Linked DNA regions of Mus musculus: all the other regions are linked to region 3. The links are chromatin contacts, called in public HiChIP or PLAC-seq and promoter capture Hi-C maps. All regions are on one chromosome and are shown on one strand. The core of a region is the stretch at or near the end of the contact, and the rest is flanking DNA. Distances in the headings are between cores, read along the strand shown. Region 1 overlaps Nrf1 (nuclear respiratory factor 1). Region 2 overlaps Copg2 (coatomer protein complex, subunit gamma 2). Region 3 holds the start of Zc3hc1 (zinc finger, C3HC type 1).

The links. Promoter capture Hi-C pulls out the DNA fragments that hold promoters and counts their contacts. HiChIP or PLAC-seq counts read pairs in DNA pulled down with a chosen protein or histone mark.
Region 1: a contact with region 3 is called in a promoter capture Hi-C map of 3T3-L1-derived adipocytes, with 2.9 times the contacts expected there. The contact joins the enhancer-like site here to the promoter of Zc3hc1 in region 3. A contact is called at or near these places in 10 of 39 promoter capture datasets (the 3T3-L1 cell line, 3T3-L1-derived adipocytes, the HPC-7 cell line and 5 more), 12 of 484 Hi-C or Micro-C datasets (the 3T3-L1 cell line, the AML12 cell line, the C10 cell line and 5 more), 1 of 115 datasets of contacts at active chromatin or transcription factors (embryonic stem cells) and 3 of 9 other capture datasets (adipose tissue, embryonic stem cells and liver).
Region 2: a contact with region 3 is called in an H3K4me3 HiChIP or PLAC-seq map of bone marrow-derived macrophages, with 4 times the contacts expected there. The contact joins the enhancer-like site here to the promoter of Zc3hc1 in region 3. A contact is called at or near these places in 1 of 39 promoter capture datasets (hippocampal neurons) and 3 of 115 datasets of contacts at active chromatin or transcription factors (bone marrow-derived macrophages, embryonic basal ganglia and embryonic limb bud).

What each region holds. Positions count from the first base shown.
Region 1 is chr6:30,106,285-30,108,984 of GRCm38.p6, forward strand. The region is part of intron 6 of Nrf1 (nuclear respiratory factor 1); the gene reads left to right. Among named protein-coding and RNA genes, the nearest start is that of Mir182, 58 kb to the right of the region's middle. Within about 2 kb of position 1,362, at least 29 of the 459 cell types and tissues checked have an H3K27ac peak or open chromatin away from gene starts, as enhancers often do. A contact at or near this core is called in 3T3-L1-derived adipocytes and bone marrow-derived macrophages, where this site is marked.
Region 2 is chr6:30,854,816-30,857,515 of GRCm38.p6, forward strand. All of the region lies in intron 9 of Copg2 (coatomer protein complex, subunit gamma 2), which reads right to left. Among named protein-coding and RNA genes, the nearest start is that of Gm38781, 30 kb to the right of the region's middle. Within about 2 kb of position 1,291, at least 25 of the 459 cell types and tissues checked have an H3K27ac peak or open chromatin away from gene starts, as enhancers often do. A contact at or near this core is called in bone marrow-derived macrophages, where this site is marked.
Region 3 is chr6:30,389,641-30,392,340 of GRCm38.p6, forward strand. Zc3hc1 (zinc finger, C3HC type 1) reads right to left here and starts at 1,380. Exons shown (of 10, transcript NM_001311086.1): 1 at 1,217-1,380. The coding sequence starts at 1,362.

The sequences.
Region 1 (2,700 bases), core at 112-2,611, 280 kb before region 3:
CATGCAAGTAGATGGGCATCACAGAACGGAGCAGTTGAACTCCATGCAGAGCTGACTGCCCTGAATTCAGAAGCAGAGCTGTGTCAGGGCTTTGCTGTTGTTCTTTGGGTTTTTCTTTTTGCTTTGTTTTGAATGTATAATTCTTGGCCAAGGGCAATGGTGAACATCTGTAACCTCGGTGCTTAGGAGGTGAAGTGAAGGCAGGAGGGCCAGAAGTTCAAGCTCAAGGCCAGCCTCAGCTGCAAAACAAGTTTGAGGACAGTCTGGCAGTATGAGACCTTGTCATGAAAAGCATCTCACTCCTCTCTCTCTCTCTCTCTCTCTCTCTCTCTCACACACACACACACACACACACACACACACACATGGGGCGGGGGGGGGGAAGATGAGGAAAAAAAGAATTCTCTTTTTAAACCACTCTTACATAAAAATTTGAGAAGGTTAAAATAAGGATTAGCAGAATAATCCATTTTGGGGGGGTGAGTTGGGGTCTATGTTGCCAAGAGTTGACTTGAACTTTTTTTTTTTTTGCCCTTGAAACTGAGACTCACTATGTAGCTCAGGTTATCCTAGACTCACTGTGTGATCAGGCTGGCGTTAACACACAAACCTGCCTCTGCATCCCAGGTGGTAGAATTAAAGGTGTGTGCCACCATACTCAGAAGGTCTTGAACTTTTGAGCTCAAGCAGTTCTCCTGCCGCAACTTCCCAGGTAGTAGAGACTATAAGTGTATACAACTGTGAATGCCTTGTTTTTCAGAAAATTGGCAGGTCGTGTTAGCAAGTTTTTCTAGGTATGCTGGATCAAGTGTGCTTCTCAGGTGCCCAGTATGATCGGTAGATGTGGAGTTGGGGGCACAGGGCACAGTTCAGTGATGCCAACCCCTGCTGCTAGTTCTCAGGGGCACCTGGAGCCAGAAACCATTCTTTCCTGAAGACTTTCCACATATTAAAAACAGTCTCCTTGGAGGAGAAGCCTCACAGCCTTTACTACAGCATTTGGGAGGTAGGAGCAGGGCAGGTGGATCTCTACATTTGAGCACAGTCTGGTCTCCATAGTGAGTTTCAAACCAACCAACTAATTAGTTCTCATTGCCACAATTGAGTAGGATAGGACTTCCATATTCTGGAGAAGTTGTACGTTTTGGAAAGAGCTGTATTTGAAAGGATATGGTAAAGACTCTTATTATGGAAGGAATTCCAGAATCATCTCTAAAAAGCCTGCCCAGGATAACTGGTTCACTCTACCTCTCTTTTGGGTGGTTTTTCTCCCTGCATCCTTGAAATTGCTGCCCTCCTCTGTATTCTCACTGGGGCCATCTTTGTCCCTGGAGCAATGATGCAACTGGGCAGTAATTCACTAGTTTCAGGAAAGCCTTCTAAAATAGTCCACACAGCAGATGCTTCGTCAGGAAGGGTTAGTCACAGCATTTGATTCATTTTCCTTAGAAAACATTGCGTCTGCTGTCAGGGTTTTTCAAGGGTTTTGTTTTGTTTTGATAAATCATGGCTGTGGTTTTTCCTATACTAACAGTAGTAAACACATGCCAAGTGTAATAAAGGGAAATGGGGCAGTCTCTAATGGGTAAAACCATACTGATAAAAAGTAGCGGAAAGGTTACCAGGGACTGGGGGAGTCCAAATGGGAGTTAAGGTTTTAACAGAATTTCTGTTTGCAATAAAATGATTCTGGAAATAGTGGTGATGTCAAACGACTTAGTGAGTGCAGTAAGTGTCCCCGAATTTTGTGTGTTAAGGTAGTAGATTTTATGTTGACTTTAAAGGAGAGAAAGGGGGAGCTGGATTAAAGTGTAAGTCTGGTGGTCTTCGGGTGGCTTCACACTAACTTACCTGGGGAATTTAGAATCTAGGTATATGGTTCATACTTGAGGCCAGCTAAATCTGAATTTTGTGGCTGAAACTCAAATACCTGTAGTATTAACCCCTCAGATTTTGTGTTACCCACTGATATATATATATATATATATATATATATATATATATATATATATATATATATATATATATTTTTTTTTTTTTTTCAAGATGCCTCTCCATGCAAAGCAGGCTTCCTTACATTATCTTATAACTCAGGCAGGCTGGTGCTGAACTCCTGATCCTCCCGTCTCTGACTTCCAAGTGCTAGGATTTTAGATATTTGCTACCATATCCAGCAGGCATTCTTACTATCTGAGGGTTTTCAGAGTGTGAATGTGCCATGCCATGCTATGCCATGATTTACCAAATATCAGTTAGAGGGGATGGGGATATATATAGCTCGGTGGTAGAGTGCTTGCCTAACACATACCAGACACTAGGTTTAAGCTGCAGTGTCACCAGAAGGGACAGACAGACAGTCATCTTCCTCTGTGGCCTCCACCTGGCTGGGGAGATGCCTTGGTGTATAAAGGGCTTGTCACACAATTATGAGGACCTAAGTTTAAATACCCAGAAACACTCCCTTCCCCACCCCCCATGTGTGTCTGTCTGTCTGTCTGTCTGTCTCTCATACACACACACACACACACCTTTTTTAAAAATCAGGCAGATTGGGATATGGTGTAGGGGCAGCAAGCACGTGGGGCACTTGCCTCCAAGCCTCCCACAACTGAAGCCCACTACCTCAGGCCCATATGGTAGAAAGTGAAAACCAACACACATGGCCACAGAAAATAAATCAATCATAATTTTTAAAATATG
Region 2 (2,700 bases), core at 41-2,540, 470 kb after region 3:
CAACCAGGACTATAAAGGAAGACCCTGCCTCAAACAAGCAACAGTTCCAAAGAACCTAGAATACATGGCCAGATGGTCCTAGCAACAGCGGCACATTTTGGAATCAGTTTTCTCTATTAGTTGTTTTTCTTATTGCCTACTTCTTATGACAAAAAAATCAAAAAACAAAAACAAAGACGGCTTCACTCTGGCTCACAGTTTGAGCACAAGAGTGAAAATGGCCTCAGCTGTGGCAGCAGGAGTATCAGGCAGCTGTGACCTTCTCTCCCAAGTCAGAAAGCAGAGAAGGATCAATGGTCACATTCTCCTTCTTACCTTTCTTTCCAACTGGGAACCTGAGCCCACATTCAGGCTAGATCTTCTTTAGAAACAACCGCACAGACATATCCAGAGGTGTGTCTCCTAGGTAACTCTATATCCAGTTAAGCTGACAATGATAATGACCCACTCATCACAGCAACTGCTATTCTTCCTTCTATCTCCTTGACTCTAGTATGCTGTGCATTCTGTGGTTCCTTTCTTTCTGGCTTTAGCGACATGACACACAAGGCTAGTGTACATGTGCTTCACACTTCTCATTCACCGGAGCTCACTAGCCTCCTGGTATCAGCAGCTGACCTTTGATCTCTTCAAATACTTTGTCCCATTTCCTTTTCTCTCTTTCTGAGTCACACTACAGATACATTAGACTATGATGTGTTTCCCTAGGCTTCAAGTTTTCTATTCATTTTTCCCTTTATTTTTCTTCCTATATTTCAGTTTAGGTAATTTTCACTGAGCTATCATCAAGTTCTCTAATCTCTTTTCCTAGTAATTAATAGTAATGAACTTACTAAAATAATTTTTCATTTCTAGCTATAGACCCTAGGAGTTGAAATACCATATGCTGGGCAGGATGTGCCTACTTGTACAATAGTGGCTTGGCTACTGTGGGTTAGAACAGCCCTCCAACTGATTTAAGGCCCACTTCAGAAGAGGGAGTTCACATCTGATACATAAGCCAAGACAGAAACCTGTGACTACTGAGGTCACAGGTCCCGATGAGGAATTTTTTTTTTTTTTATGATGGATGTGATATGCCCATCACACTGCCTTCTAAATGTGTATTTATGCCCACAGATCACTGCTGTTGTCAGCCTCAACATAACCGCTGACGAAGCTCCTGAGAACAAGTAACTGTGGCACAGCGGCCTATTTCTCAGTCACAGTAGAACTATATAGTCACCCTGTGATGGTCTGAATAGGAGTGGCCCCACACACTCATATGTTTGAATGCTTGGCCTATAGGGGGTGGCAAGATTAGGAAGTGTGGCCTTGTTAGAGGAAGTGTGGGCTTTGAGGTCTCAGTTGTTCAAACTAGGCCTAGTGTCACTTTCACTTCTGCTGCCTGTGGATCAAGATGTAGCACTCTCGGTTTCTTTTCCAGTACCATGTCTGTGTGCATGCCGCCATGTTTCTCACCGTGACGATATTGGACTAAACCTCTGAGCTGTAAACCAGCCCTAAATTAAATATCTTCCTTTATAAAAGTTGCCCTGGTCACGGTGTCTCTTCACAGCAATAGAAAGCCTAACAAAGACACTGTCTCCAAGGTTCAGAGATGATTGTAGAAGAGGGGATGGGAAGTATGTAAGAGACAAAGGAAGAGATGGAATGTTGTGCAACAATCTCCTCCAATATAGAAGCAATCCATCCTGCAGGGAAGCTCCTTAAGAAGAAAGGAAAATAACTCGAAATAGCTCTAGGAAGTTCCTAAAACTGACCAGATTCTCTAGGCCCCTTCTGTCCCAAATTAAGTAACAGGAACAGAGATGCCAAGACTCAAACAATCTGAGCTATAGAGAAGACTCTCAGAGGAAAAAGCTACTAAAAAGACTCTGAGACCAACCAGCTGCCTGAAAGCAGCAGAAGCCAGCAGAGCTGTCTAGAAGAGATTTAGACCAGAGTCACATGAAAAGGACACTTTCCAACCTGCTGAGCTTCCTACAGCCTGTGCTGTATGCTACGTTTCCAGCTTTTGTGAGTTGTCGCCCATGCTGAGGTGGGCCTAAGGATGCTGCCTTGAGTCATTTCTTCTCCTGTAAATAACCTCCCACCCACAGTCCTATAAAACTCACTTGTTCACCAAGTTGGAACTTTGGTGGTATCTGTACTTTGGTTGCCATGGATTCCTTATTTAGGGTAAGTATTTATGTGTGCTGTGTCTATCATAGAACACAAGGGTAATAAATATGGGAAGAGTGTGAAGTATGTATTTACGCTGACGTATCTGTAGCCAGATGCTTGTGTAACCAGATGTTTGAACAATCACTGCCACATAAAACTATCAACTTGGTGTTTAGGTGGTTACAAAAGGTTTGTATGTAAAATTAAAATACTTTTGTTCTTTAGTAATTTATCCACTTTACTGTTCTTGCATATGACTTAAATTATTACAATAATTCTGACAGATAAATTACTTCACAGTTAAGGAAACTAAGTTCTAGAGATGTTAAGTTGTTAAAGTAAAGATGTTTTGCTGTTTAACAAAAGCTATTTACCCGCAGGACAAAATTCTAACCATGGATATCATATCTAATAGCATAACCATTTCAGTTAAAAGAATGGGAAACCATCAGATTACTAGACCTGGTTCCAAAAGTTTTAAGAGCTGAAAAGTCACTTTCAACTACCGAAAAGCACTTCCATGAAAAAGTGCAT
Region 3 (2,700 bases), core at 130-2,629:
TCAACTCCTGGCAACCACATGGTGGCTCACAACCATCTGTAATGGGATTTGATGCCTTCTTCTGGTTTGTCCGAAGACAGCTACAGTGTACTCACATACATAAAACAAATGAATACATTTAAAAGAAAGAGAAAGAAAGAAAAATATTTGTGAATTTGTCACCAAGAGAAAAAAATTTATTCACATTAAGGCTGACTATATTTTGAAATAGTATTCATGGTATTACTAATTCAAAATTATGATTGTTTGTAGACATGCTACTAGATATTAACTCTCTTTTTCTCCTCTCCCTCTTCTCTACACCTCTCTCGGGTCACAGGGCCTCAAATTAGCCTGGCACGGAGAGTTCCAAGAACTTAAAAGAGTTGTATGATGCCGGGCAATGGTGGCGCATGCCTGAAATCTCAGCACTTGGGAGGCAGAGGCAGGTGGATTTCTGAGTTCCAGGCCAGCCTGGTCTACAGAGTGAGTTCCAGGACAGCCAGGGCTACACAGAGAAACCCTGTCTTGAAAAACCAAGAATAAATAAATAAATAAATAAATGTTGTATGATACCACTACCAGTTTAATAAAGTGCTAGAAATCAAATCTTGAGCTGAGTGCACGCTAAGCTATCTAATTCCCAGCCCAGTATAAACTATTTAATTAAGGAAGGAAGGAGTGAAGGAGGGAAACGACATGTTATCACATAATTTCATTTTACTATCTTGCTAACTATTTACTGTGTGATTGCTTCATTTACAATCCCGTGTAATTTGCTCTATACCTTTAAGACCGTCCTCTCTCTCTCTCTCTCAAAAAAAAAAAAAGGGCTGGAGAGATGGCTCAGTGGTTAAGAGCACTGACTGCTCTTCCAGAGGTCCTGAGTTCAATTCCCAGCAACCACATGGTGGCTCACAGCCATCTATAATTGGGTTCAATGCCCTCTTCTGGTGTGTCTGAAGACAGTGACAATGCTATTCTCATATGTAAAATAAATAAATTTAAAAAAAAAAAAAAAAAGGTTTATTACAAAATTTCGCTGGTGATACGGAATCAGGTACATCCAGAAGCTACCGAAGCCGAGCAACAGAGAAGGCCAGCCTTCTTCAGAGCTCAGGAAGAATTCTACCTCGCCCACCAAGTCACGGATGAAGGGACCCGTTGCGTCCCCCGCCCCCTGCTCCAAGCGGTTGCTCCCCAAGCCACTCCAGCGCTCACAGCCTAGATGACTCACGGTTCTGTGCCTCCCTCTTCCGGGACAATTCCTTCATCTATCAGCTCCCGAACTTTCTGGGGTGTCCCTTCAGGGGAACGAACGACTGAACCCCAAGTCTTTTCAATACTCGCAGCAAACAGCGGCCCCTCACTGGTAGCCGCCATCTTGGTCCGGCCGTAAATGGGTCCCCTCGCGTGTTTAGGCTCAGGAATTTACGTTCTGAGTTAAGCTCCGCCCTCTGACCTATCAAAATAGTGACGGCAAGCCCCACCTTTTCTTGGTTATCTAAAAGAATTTAAGAGTGGTTACGTCGTTTAAGATTAAGTTATTTGCTTGTCTGATGAATTAGCATATTTAGATTAACAAAGAGTTTTCTTTTTTGATATAGAGTTTACTATGCAGTCCTGGAATTCAAGAGATCCGCCTGCCTCTTCTTCCGGAATGCTAGGATTAAAGCCGTGTGCCACCACAAAAAAAAAAAAAAAAAAAAAAAAAAAAGAGTTGTAAAGGTGATGTCTCTCCAGCTTCAGTAGGAAGTCATACTTTCATAAAAGCCATACCGACTCTCCTAAATTACGTTGTTTTCCAGGTAAGGAAACGGCAGTGTTTAACTGAGAACAAGGAACTTGAAACCCTTCCTAGGATTGTGTGGTTAGTGGAGGAAGTTTATGGCTTTGACACCATCCTCCCTTCTTTAGCAAATGTTTTTAACTATTGCCTTGATATACCTGGAACTGTCGATAAAATAGTGAACAAATGAGGCGATGTTGTCAATGCTGGGGGAACAAACCCATAGCCTCACACAAACTAGGTAAGCACTCTACCACGGAGCTACACCCCCATGCCCTTCCTATAATTTAAAAATTATGACTATACATGCTCCAAAGAAGGCCCACTGAGCACCAAATTTGGCTTCGGAGTCTTGAGAGAAACCACGTTTGATGCCTCTGCCACTCAAGGATAGTAGCAGGAGTATTAGAAACTCCAGGCCAGACCTACCTGCAAAGTTCAGCGTCAGCCTAGGTTACATTTTAAAAGGGAGTGGGGCTCAGAGAGAAGACTCAGCAGTTAAGAGCATCTGCTGTTCTTGCAGAGGACCTAGATTCAGTTCTCAGCATCTATGTGGCTGTTCAGAACTCTCCCTTCTCCAGTTCTTGGGGATCCAGGACTTTCTTTCAACCTCCAAGGGGCACATGGTGCACATACATACACACAGGCAAAACGTTCGTACACATTAAATCAATAAACCTTTAAAAAGTTTCTTTTAAAGGGGGAGGTGGGGAGCTAGAGAGGCGAGTCAGTGGTTACGGGCACTTTCAGCTTGTGTGCTCTTGGTTTGATTTCTGGCACTCAAGTTGGATAGCTCATAACCACCTGTAATTCCAGGGCCGGGGCATCTGATGCCCTCCTCTTGCTTTTCCAGGCACCTGCATGAACATGAGTACATATCTATGCTCAGGCACACACGTATACTCACAAAATTAAATCATTTTTTTAAAAAG